Linked DNA regions of Anas platyrhynchos: region 1 is linked to region 2. The links are chromatin contacts, called in public Hi-C maps. All regions are on one chromosome and are shown on one strand. The core of a region is the stretch at or near the end of the contact, and the rest is flanking DNA. Distances in the headings are between cores, read along the strand shown. Region 1 overlaps LRRFIP1 (LRR binding FLII interacting protein 1). Region 2 overlaps LRRFIP1 (LRR binding FLII interacting protein 1).

Region 1 (5,837 bases), core at 2,213-4,712, 61 kb before region 2:
AAATAGAGTCCTTGGTACTGAGCTGGATTCATTTTTTCTGCAAAAACGTACAGGAGGTAAAAGTCAGCAGTTAAATACAAGTTTTTCTTATTCCTCTTGCATACCTTCAGTTGCTCCTTCAGCACAAACACTTCATCTCTAAGGTCATCCCGCTCACTCCTTAGGGAATCAAAGAAATCTTTCTGCCTCTCTAACGCCTGAATTCCCAACACAAACAGAGGGCGAGGAGATGTGAAGAAAGGAAGGAAGACAAGTAAAGAGCATGAAAAGCAAGTGTCAACAAGAATGAGCAGATTTAAGATATTCAGAGATTCATGGAAGTGGCATGTGTGAAAAAGGTAAAGTTCACAGATTAAAGAATTGAGTTTACATACACACAGATAAGCCTCAAATCCAAGAAATTCACAGCTTATTCAATAATCAGGCAGTCCCAGGAATTCCTACTGAAGACACTCAAAGTCCGAGCTTCCACAAAAAATCCTTCAAAGGAGGATTCACTTTCCATTCTTATCTGCTGGATGAGTTAATTCATATCCAGCATACATGCTGAAGTAGTACGCAAGTCCCATGTGCTAACAGAAGAGCATGAAAGCAGGCCTGACATTTTAATAGTCTATTATGGGTTGTTAATTTCATGGGTTACTGTAATAGGTGCAGCACGTTTCAATTAACCAGAAAACTGCCAATAAGCTATCTTTAAACTCTGGGATGTACCATGTGCAAGTGCAAATGTTAGTACTGAACCCCCCGATATTTCTCTATAAACGCACAATAACTAAAAATCACACACTTTAGTTTCAAATTGCTAGAAGTTACTGGACATCACAAACACGTATGAACTGCCAGATTTCTTTCCCCTTCTAAATTCAGAAAGTCTTCCATGTTTGTTGTTGAAAAGAAAGCCATGCTTTTCTTTAAGAGTGGGTTTGTATTTGGCTTTGACAGGAGGTGGTGGGAAAGGATGAGAAACAAGGGAACGTTAGAGACTTTCATCCCCAAAGGCCACAAAGAGCTCTGTTACTTCTTAATCACACTCCGGTTTCTGCTCAGTCTGCAGATTAAACCTGAATAAGCAAAAAGTCAGTGCTGATGGAATTGCATTATAAATAGCACTTCCTTTCTCAATATAGCATACACAAACGGAGCACCACAGCAGATAAATTATCCCAGGTTTTGAAATCTGACCAGCTGCTAGGTTTTTCTTGGATTTTCTAATATTGAACAAAGACAAAGTTTACTATTTGCTAGTTCACTGGCAATATACTAAGACAGCCACACCAAGCAAAGCCACTGAGGAGGATTTTCTTCGTGAGGTTTTACAAAAGCAGTATCAGCTCAAGAACACAATGCCATTCTGAAAACATTTCAGGAGTTGACAGTCCTACCCCTATTTTTTTGTCTTTCCACTCTATTGTCTCCTGAAGATCAGAAATTTCCCTGACATAGCTCTGCTGTTTCTGTTGCAGCTGTTGGATTTCCTGAGAGACAGGAGCAAAAGAAGAAGACAGAAAGCAGATAACAGGTTAACAAAGATGGTCAAGATTGCAGTGATGTCAAAGAATGAAAAAAGTCAGGTGCTGAAGTAAAAGGTTATCTACATACACAATTTCATGGTTTCTGACATCTCAGCTAAATCTACACTTCTGAAGACAATCTTACTATTCAAAGGTGACTTACAAAGTTAGATGGTTCCATGTTTCCTCTACATCTCCACTAACAGCTGTCGAAAACACAGCTTATTTCATGTTATGGACAATGAAAAAAGGAAATCTATCTTCAGATAATACTTTTGAAAGTCTTATTTCTGTTAGTCAGTTCTAAACCTGTTTGGCCTGAAACACGAGTATTTCTTCAGGTGAGAAATTTGAGTAGGGAATAAAATTCTCTATGCCTCACCTTCTACACACCTAACTGGGAACACACCAATCAAAGTCATTAAACAACAACAACAACAAGGTGAAGTTACTTACTGCAAGCATTTCTTCTCTTTGCTTCAAAGCCTCTTTGACTTCCATGAACTGAAACTGCAATATGCTATGAGCATGCTTCTCTCTCTCAAATTCCTGTGAATGAAATATTCATGAGGTTTTTATTGATCAGAAATAGCATCCAAGAAAAACAGAAGAAATTAAGTCCTAGCACAAAGAAAATGCTTGCCACAATTCAATTCCTGAATATGCTTCTAATCACAATCCCAAAAGAATACTTTTTTTTTTTTTTTTTAAGTCTGTTCTGTCATTTTTCCAAGAAATTATTATTCCACCAAATACGGAAGTGACAGACTTCATTTAGGCAGTTTCACAATTTGAGCAGCAGGCTGCCAGTGAGTGGCTTATACACCCAAGTCCTAGTGACTTCACAGAAGAATGGATGGGAACGCAACCTGCTCTTTTGACATAACGCACTAAACAAGTTAGGTAGAAATTAAGGAGTTAAACAAAAAAACACTACCAAATCTTCCAAAAAACATGTGTTTCACAGTGTGCTATAGTGAAATGTCCCCAAGCTAAAGAGCTGATTCTGAGAAGCTAGTAGGCCACAGGTTTAACACCAACTCACTAGGTGTTAGAGATGTTGAATTCACATAAAGCAATTCAGCACTCAGCCACATAGCTGCCTGAACTACGTAAACTGCACAACTCTCTTCTGAAGAGAGATTCATGCATTAAAATACTCTGGAAGTAAAAAAAAAAAAAAAGAAACCTCCAGAAGTCACTCTGAACAAAACCTTTGAATTCAGTTCAAAAATGGAATGTCAAAGGACATATGATACTATCAGCATATCCTTACCATATAAAACATTTTTTTACCTCTTCAGAAATTGCTTTATAAAACAGACATTTCATTAAAAAGTTTGTTTGTATGACCACAAACACATAGCACGCTGCTACTCCACTCACTTTAACATTAACTAAACCAAAAATTATTAAAAGTCTTGAAGAGTAATTTGGCTGTCTCCTCCCAAAGTTGTCTGCCCCCCTCCCCAAATCCTTCGCAGTTAAATAACATGCCACAGCTAAATACCTACTTTACTTTTTTCTTCATATTGCCTCCTGGATTCTGCCAGCTGTTCTTCTAACTCTAACAGGGCATCCTTCAGGGTATCTACTTGGTACATGAAATTTGTTTTTTCATTGTCTAGTTGAGCATTTGACACCATAGCCTTTTTATATTTCTCTTCAACTTCGGCTAAAGAGTCCTGCAAAGAATAAACATCCACAGTCAGAGGTCAGTTACACACACTCTGCCAGCCAAGACCTTGAACAAGAAAACAAAGTGCTAAACCACAAACCTCCTGAGCATTCCTGCTGAAACCGGTGCTAACCACGCGCAGGAGAGCCTTACCAACTGTCCCAAGGTGAGGATAACCTCCCTTGTGTTTCCGCAAGCCTTCTGGTAGCAAACAAGAAACCTTACCTTCGGATGGATAAAATGCTTCCTGTTCTCTGCCGCTTCAGCTCCTGCTTTCTCAGGGTTTTCTTCCTTCTCCCTCCTCCCCCTGCCCCTGCACATTGGCAGCTCAAAGCAGCTGCTGAAGATGACAAGTTGGATTTTTTTTTTTTTTAAAGGTAAACTGGCCTTGATTTAAGATCAGTTTAGGTAGTGCAGCATTAATGAGCTAGGCTTTAACCTAAGGTGGTTTAGCAGTCAGCTCACACAGATTTCAGGCATCCTTTCAGTGTGAGGTAGGAGACACTAAATACACCAACTCAGGAATTGGGATTTGCAGTGAAAGCTGCAGTTTTTGTGACTTGATGCATCATTTTTCATTAGGTTTCCTATATCGCATTCCCTCTTTACAAATTCACTCTAAGAAACAACCCCCATTGCCTTGAAAACCCTCCCCATCCATGTGAAACAAATATAAGATAGTGAGAGGTTTATAACAACGACAAAAAGCTCTGGGTCATCTTCCATGCCATGCAGTCAAACTTGCAGTGTTTGATTTTAAACCAGAAATAAAGGACGTACGTAGGCAAAACAGTGCAAATATGCAAACACGTTGGTATTTCAGTTCACACATCAAGCAGTTTCTCTTGGGACTTCAGTAATATTAGAATGATGCACAGAGTAGAGGTGAGATTCATATAACTCCCTTTCCAGTCCATAAACAGAACAGGGGATGAGAGTGATGAAATGATCACAGAAATTAAGCCTGAATTGGTTTAGTTTGTTTTCTATTGACAAATAAGAGAATTTGTCTTCAGACCCGTATAAATTCATGTTCTTAAACACAAATTGTGTTTTGGTGCACTTTCCAGCCTAAGTATTAGAAATATTAAGCACAGGAAAGCAGTCAGAATTTGGCACCAGTGGTGGGACTGAATATCAGAAACGAGCTGGAAAGGAAGTATATGCAAATAAGAAGTTAACTCCTTCAGCATGCTGAGTTTTGTTTTATTAGCATCAGGTTCCACCACAGCACTGAGCTATCCCTGGACATTAAGCACACTCTTTTACACCAAACCAAAGCCAGAATTAAAGACCACCTTTGTAACCCAGTGTGGCTTAGGTACAAACCACCACAAAAGGCAGTTTAAGGTATGCAGACCTAATTTTTTTTTATGTAGTGTGAATATTTTGCTACATCTGCTATGCACTGATCAGGCAAAAAACCAACAGGCTTTACAGAAAAAAGGACAAATTACTCTTTTTTCCATTCACAACTCATAAGATGGCAGTAACTGCACCTGTTGCAGCACTAAGCTGATGACAAACACAATAATTCACACCAATAAATGTTGCACTACATGCTTGGTGTCTATCTATATCTTTGCAAAATTAACTTTTCCAAAAATGTTATCACTAATGCTGTTCCTCACTTAGCACATGATGTTTTGCTGATGTATGACACCAAAATTCATTTATGGCTTTGTGGAAGTGCTAAGTGCTTCCCTCCTGCCAGCTGCTGTGAGCATTGGTTGGCTTTTCATGTGATGCGTTTTGTTACACAACATTTTGTTACAAGTATTGAGGGTGTTTTCTGTGATCTAAAGATGAAACCCAAATGCCAGTCAGTGCTGCACACGTGCAACTTTCCAAAGGCACACCAGACCTTTTCAAATGAAAATGTAAGCAGAACATCTGAGCTTTTAATATTGAATGATTTTTCATGGCATTGTAGGCCACGTGTTTTATTTTGTCTTCCAATTCTGGGAGGTTTCCTTACAAAGCAATTTAAAATACAGCAATTTTAATTTGCTAGCAAACAATTACCTTCTCAAAACAGCAAGACAGACATGCAAGAGTAATCAGCCGTCCTTCAGTCCACACTTGGAAGCACTGCTCACCACCTTCAGACACCAGGACAGCTACTTTTTCAGCTAATGAAATGTTTCCACACAGTTTACAACCACCCCCAGAAGAAAAGCATGCAAGGTCAGTTCTAGGTCTCACACTGGCTCTGGTGAATGTTTAGCTGGTGTTAATTACCACACTTCCACTCTGCAGTGAAGCAGTACCTTCATTTCTTTCAGTCCCTGCATGTATCTGCCTTCTACATCCTGAATCTGGTCCTTTAACTCATAGATATCCTGAGAGAAATGGTGAGAAAGGTGAATGATGTCACTGAACCTAAGGGGCAAAAGTACAACTGATACGGAATTATTCATATTTGAGGCTCTCATTTAAATATTTCTACCACACGGGTTAAGCAGTCTGATCCTAATCTGAAGCCTTGCCAGACGATGAAATTTCTTGGACAGAAGTTTAAAAAGTGCCATAGTTAAAAGATTCCTAACGGTTTGTGCTGGTTTTAAGAACCTCACCTTTATTTCTCTAATTGATGCCTCCGTATCTGCTGAGATGGACGTATCCCCGCTGCCTCTTCGTGAAGA
Region 2 (6,459 bases), core at 2,770-5,269:
GTGCTTCTCTTTCAGCAGGAGACACGCTGCTCCACAGATCTGTTGCGCTAAAAAAGCGAAATCAATCTGACTTGGAGTGCTTACTGAGTCCAGGGGATACTCCTGGACAACAGGCTGCCGCCCGCTTCTCCTTCGCTCAGCTCTCAAACCCAGCAGCAGAGGAAGAACAGAAGGCTGCACATCGCTCCTGCCTCATCCACGAGCTATCCTGTAGGTTGGTAAGGAAACGATTGCTGTTCGTTCCCCTGCGGTATCTCAGAGAGAGAAAAAAAAATTGGCCATCTTTTCATCACGTTCCTGCTGTGAAGTTTCCCCATGACAACCCAGCTGATTTGTGCAATGGTATTTCTGTATCTAACAAAAGGAACAAAAGATTGGGAACAAAAGAAAAATTGAGTAAGAGAGGGGAAAAAAAAATCTACTGCTGGAAATATGACTGAATTGTTAGAAACAGAGTCCAACTTTTTATAAAGAGTACAGGCTGCACACCCAGCACGTTCTTTGACTTGCACTAAATATAAGTACCTGGCAGACGGGGAAGAAATGAGAATAAGTACAGTTTATTGCGAGATTGAAGACCTGATCTCGTTATGAGACTAATGAGGAGAAAACAAATTTAAGTGCTGACCTATAGTTCTAAAATTAGTTTGTTAAATGCATTTACTACGAGCAAATGCCATTCAGATGACATGAAACTCAAAATAAGGCTCTAGAAAGCCGTGCATGTTTCCCATAACACACACCACCCTCCAAAACTAGAGTTCTTCATGTCTAGAAGGTTTTGATGCTCTTCAGTTACATGCTGCTGGGGGCTGTACGGGCTCTTTTAGGTGCTGTTTATGCTACGACAACCTAAGTCCCCAACTTTGTAATGCCTTGGTGATACAAAGCGCAAGCACCGTGGCTCAGCTGAATCCAGCAGGACTGCCCACAGCCTTGAAACTAAAACCACATGTTCAACTGTCAGGAGAGGCAGAGGTCTGGTAAGTATAGCTTGAATATTATATCCCTGCTCCTCAAGAAGCACCAGAATTAACAGTATGCAACTGTGCTTTCTCTAGTGCACAAGCTGGGTATAAAAATAGTCTTTCCTCCTTCAATCAGCCTTTCATTCTTCACGGTGACATTTAAACCTTTTATGCTACAGGGGTGTTTCATCCTGAATTTGGTGCAGTTCTTGCTCATTGCATCCCTCACGTGTTCACCAAAACCCTAAAAGAGCATCACATCAGGCTCACACCACTTGTACCTCTCAGACACCCTCAGTCCCAGCTCTCCAGGCAATGGTCCATCCACACATTACTGGGCTTTCTAAGAAACTGTCTCAAAGATAAGACAAAATACAGTTAAATACAAGAGGCTTAAGAATCCTTTATTTATGTTTAAAATGTGCAGACTGATTCTCTTCTCATTACCACTGCCACCAATGAGTGCTCAGACCAGAAGCGATGAAAGTCACTTTTAATACCTATACCTTTTAATACCTACACCTAGATTTTCGATCTCACATATACAAATCTTCAAGAGTCATTTATCTAAAACATTCAGAGAACAAGGGATCTCTGCAACAGTCTCACCATTAAACCCTCAGTTACTGAAAGGAAGGAGTGGAGTGTTTGGCAAGCCCTGATGAGCTGAATCCACGCTGGAGAGGGGGGCACAGCCTGAGCTTCCCCTCTAAGGTCTCCAAGCTGAGCCATAACTGCACGAAGCAAGCAGGAACGTAGACAACTGCAGAGATGGCACAGCAAAGCAGAGGTGGTTTGGGGAGACTTAGTAAAGAAGAGATTTTTAAGGATCTGACCCTTTTGATTTCCAATTCCCCATGAGTCAACACTCTCTAAAATGTTCATGCTGCTCCACAGAACCTATGGACAAAGCGGTCTGAAGGAAGTGGTTATTTAGCTCGATCAACACAGAGATATTTATAGAATACTATATTTTAAGAAGGGCAGTGTCTTGATTTTTCCAAGCTTAACCTTAAACCGACGTCAAAAACAGTCTACATTAAAATTTGTTTTTAAAAATTACGTTTAAATAAAATGCCCACTATACCAGGAGTTAAGCAGAGTCTAATAAAGTTTTGGTTAATTATTTTTCCAAGTTTGTAACTGACACTCAGTTTGCTCACATACTTGAATATTTAATATTCCAAACAGAAGTGGCTCACAAAAGCAACTAACATGCTAAAGTAATAAGTCTTTCTCTCACGCTGCTTAAGCACAAGATAAGATCTGTGACTCTGGGAGCAGCAGCAGCAGCTCAGCCCTACAAAGGAAAATCTATACAGCCTAAATTCTTCATGAGCGCTTGATTTCATCTGAAAGAGTGGTTTTATTCTCAACTTCAGGGCTGGAAGCCACAAGAGCATTTATGCTGTAAAAAGCTGCTCAGAAGCACAGCAATGCACTCTTGCTTCCACTAGAAAAACCAGCACCTGCCTGAATTTCACTTTCTTTGCACAGAAATAAGGCTCTTGCGTACTAGGGAGCACAGCTCAACTGAACATGAGGGTCTGAAAGCATTTTTCAGCTCATCTCCCCGACTCCTTCTGCAGATGGACTCTCCAAGGCCACAGACCTCACCAGCCTCAGCAGTTTAGCTGGTTCTGGATGTGTGCAGACCTGGGAAGCTACAGAACATACTGTTACCTCCAGCAGTTAGCCTGTAGCTCTCAGTGCTTCCTCCTCTGGTCTGCATCACTCTGCTTACCCTTTCAGGGACGACTGCAACACCCTCTCCTTATCTATCCTGCCCCTAGATGGCAGTGGAAGGGAAGCATGCAGTAATCTATTTCAGAAATAAACCAATTAGTTTATCTCGATGACTTATTTGTTAACTTAGGAAGTGATGGATGGACCCCATCTTGAAATCCAACAGTTGCTAATGGTAAAATAACAACCAGAAGTGTAAACTGTAAGGAACAAGTTGAAGTTAGTTTAATTGATGATATAAGGAACTAGGAAGACACTGTAATTTATCAGTCCCCAAAAAACTGAGTGACTGTTTTGTGTGTTTTCCATTCCCTCATGCAACCAAGACTGAAATACAGGCAAAATGACTGCAGGAGCAATGACACACAAGTGTTTCCATAGTGCAGACAAAGAAATCTCAAACTGAGTTGAGCATATCAACCATAGTTTTTTTTTTTTGTTTCTTTGTTTGTTTTGTGGTTAAAAAAAATCTACAAATAAACATGTTATATTTTAATGAATAAAAAATTAAATAACCCACACTTAACCCTACATTAAACTGAATAAATGCCTAAGTGACAGCGCCAAGACAGCTTTATGGTCTAGAATTTTAGCATCATCTCCTTGATAAGGTCATCCAGAGGAAGCTGTAAAAACACTCTCCCTCCCTCACTTACACGGGGTTTGTGGTGAGTAGGTAGGTGGTGATTACCTTTCCACTCTGAAGAAGAGCACTAACCAACAGCAAGCTCACAAGCCTGCCCCTTAGACCGAGATTACTCAGGTGCGAGCAAAAGGCCACGACCGTGAGACCTGTACCAAGCCACAAAGAAAAGGAGCATCAACTCCTCCCACCAAGAAATCCCCAGCAGCTTCAGGAATCTACCCCAAGGCTGACAGCCAGGTTTCTTCTCTGCATCTGCTCAGTCCTAAGCACTGCTGCAAGCATCCAACTGCAACAGCATCTGCCTTGGTACCGATACAGATCTGGCAGCTGAAGATCCCACTAACAACTGTCTAAGGCTTTCATTCCCTTCCACAATACTATTTCAATTTATTACAGGTGCTTAGGAAACTCATTTCTGCATTCAGACAGCTGGATTCGAGTACCCTCTATGTCAAATCTGCAGTCTAAGGAGAAGCGAGTGGAATACAAGTAGCAAAGACTGATGTGGAGTTACCTAATTCAGCATTCACTTTGGGCTGAAAAGTGTCAGCTGTTGGAAGTGCAAGCTGTCAGAAAAGATTTCCTCTGAAATCCTGCTTGGTAATGGTCATCTCAGTACGTGTGCCAGCACTGCCTCTCTCATTTCCAGAAATCTGCCGAAAATCTGGATGTTCACGTTCGCAGAATCATTACTAATTTAAGCGGTTCCAACTGAGCAGCTAAAATTGAGTAATTCTTCTAAATTCCAATGCGGTAGTAAGAGGAAAATTATTTTTCCATGTGCTCAGATATTTACACAGCCTTACTTTTGGTATGGTAAGCTCTTTAGCTCTTTAAGGATTTATGTTCAAGCTATAGCAGAGGAAAAGGAAAATCTGCTGCACTGTACATTCCTGGTAAACCAACTGTGGCTGCGAATGCCACACTTCATATACTTAAACTCACTAAGAAGCAATTTTATAAATAAAATAAGCTGCAGCTAAAAAACAAAAACAAAAAAAAAACAGTTAATAAGACTGAACTAATGGTAACTCTAATCTCCAAGTGAATATTTTTTCTATTTTCTGTTCTGATTCAGAAAAGTACTTTGGCTTTGTTGGAGGTAGCGTCAGGATGAACCCGTGCTGTGTTCCCTTGGTCATGTTTTGTCCTGTCCTTTAGGGGCTCACCATCACGGTTCTGCACCAATGCACTGTCTGAGTATCTGCTTTTCCAGAGGAACATCCCAATACCAGATGATAAACCACTATCATTATGGGTTTTGGAGAGGAAAAAAAAAGAAAAAGAATTAACTATAACATAACTTTCACAGATTATGAGCTGTTTCTTTCAGAAAATAGCTTCTCTGCAAGCAATCAGTGCCTCTCCCTCCCCCTCAGCCTGCCACCTCTTGGCCTTTCAGGCAAAATTTCAGTGTTTTGCCAACTGATTGTGCCCTAAACAATGAGCAGGTATCCACCTCATTTTAGTATTCAACCTTCCTCTGCAGCCCAGCAGACTGAGCAAACCACAGCACCTCGAGTGCACTGTGGACACCATGAGATCACCAATCTGCTTTCCATTATGGACTGCCCCACATCCAGATGGAGCTCATTAAAAGCAGCAGTGTGGCAAAAGGCAAGCCATTCACATGAGAGCAGAGGGCTGCAGCTGTTGACCAACTCAGCCATCCCCAAATAACTCCCGTAACTCCAGCACGTAACACAAGCCTGCCTTATTTGTCCACCTCGGACTGCAGGAAACTCTCACCCTTCCTTTCCAAGAGGGAAAGGGTAAATCGAGTAGATCAGATTCAAGATGACGTAAGTAACTTGTCCTTGGTGACTTCAAAAATCCAAGCAGGGAGCAGGGTTGCTCAGTCCTGCCGCGACAAGTCTCAAGCAGAGTCTCTTTGCTCGTCCGGAGCCACAGAAGACCGTAACACATGTAACACATTCACTGCGAGGAGGGGAAAAAAAGCAAAGTGAAAGTTCAGTTTAATTTTAGAAACTGATTTCCACTTCCCTCCGTGAATCACGGGAAGCCTTGCCAAAGACGTGGGATCTGAAAGGCCCTTCCTTTTGTCAAGCACAAAGTCTTTGCTTTCATGAGAGGTAAAGCTGCTTCAACTCACTGCTATAAGATGTTTGGCGTTGAAAAGCCAAAAGCCATCACAAAAGGCAGCTTTGTATTCAGGACTGGACAGACTATACAGCTGCATTTACACAAATTAGGAGAGTTTTTCTGAGTAATGTTTTTACACTCCAGAAATGCAACATGTATATGAGTAAATACAGCCAGCTTATTAACTATTATCAAATTATCCTATACAATTATTAATTTTAATGCACTCCCTATGCAAACATTGTTATTTCTTCCAACTAGAATCATCAATAAAACCTTTCCCTGAAAGCTGCCACTTTCTCTGTGAGGTTTTGTTTTTAATTACAGTTCTGCTAGAGCCTATTGCTCCTCACCAACATAACTTGATCTTTACTTCTCCACCATGCAATTTGCTTTAATTATATGGCAAATAGCGATAAGGCCATTAACATTAATTATGAGAGCCAGAGAGGTCTTTACATCAATTACCAGTAGAAACCAAAGCTCTGAGCAGTTTTTTCTTTTAGAATAAAAAAGAATTGACTTGATAACCTATCCTACCAAATTGCTCAGGACACTGGAGCCACTTCCTTGTGTACAGCCTCGTTGGGTGACAGCTGATTGCACGTGTCTGGGCTCTGCAGGGCCAGGAAACTGCTGCAAGGACCACAGACTGGGAGGACAGAGGCTGGATCACGTCCAGGTTTTAGGCTCGGTTATTTCTAAGTCCTCCAGATTTCACAAAATTATCTCAGAGCCCAACCTTGAGAAATCAGTTTTGTTCCACCACACGATAATGTCAGCAGCGTAGCTTCCAGATGTCTCCAACGGACCCGGAATAAGCCCTGAGCAACATCTGAAGCGATGAGCACGGGTCCCTCCTCTCTTAGGTGTGTTTTTTTCAGCCCTCAGCTGTCATTTTCAAGCTCTCTTTTTGACGACACTCCAGCTTCAGATGGCTGGTGATTGCGACAGGACCTTATAAAAGAAATTAGCTAAGCTTTCAGCCTTCCCACA

The links. Hi-C and Micro-C count contacts between places; a contact is called where the count stands out from the background.
Region 1: a Hi-C map of skeletal muscle shows a contact between it and region 2, with 5 times the contacts expected there. The contact joins two enhancer-like sites. A contact is called at or near these places in 2 of 8 Hi-C or Micro-C datasets (skeletal muscle and subcutaneous adipose tissue).

What each region holds. Positions count from the first base shown.
Region 1 is chr7:31,098,021-31,103,857 of IASCAAS_PekinDuck_T2T, reverse strand. LRRFIP1 (LRR binding FLII interacting protein 1) reads right to left here. Exons shown (of 19, transcript XM_072041241.1): 12 at 5,769-5,837; 13 at 5,463-5,534; 14 at 3,029-3,199; 15 at 1,971-2,063; 16 at 1,386-1,478; 17 at 105-197. Among named protein-coding and RNA genes, the nearest start is that of LRRFIP1, 80 kb to the right of the region's middle. Within about 2 kb of position 3,462, at least 2 of the 8 cell types and tissues checked have an H3K27ac peak or open chromatin away from gene starts, as enhancers often do.
Region 2 is chr7:31,036,816-31,043,274 of IASCAAS_PekinDuck_T2T, reverse strand. All of the region lies in intron 1 of LRRFIP1 (LRR binding FLII interacting protein 1), which reads right to left. Among named protein-coding and RNA genes, the nearest start is that of LRRFIP1, 19 kb to the right of the region's middle. Within about 2 kb of position 4,019, at least 1 of the 8 cell types and tissues checked has an H3K27ac peak or open chromatin away from gene starts, as enhancers often do.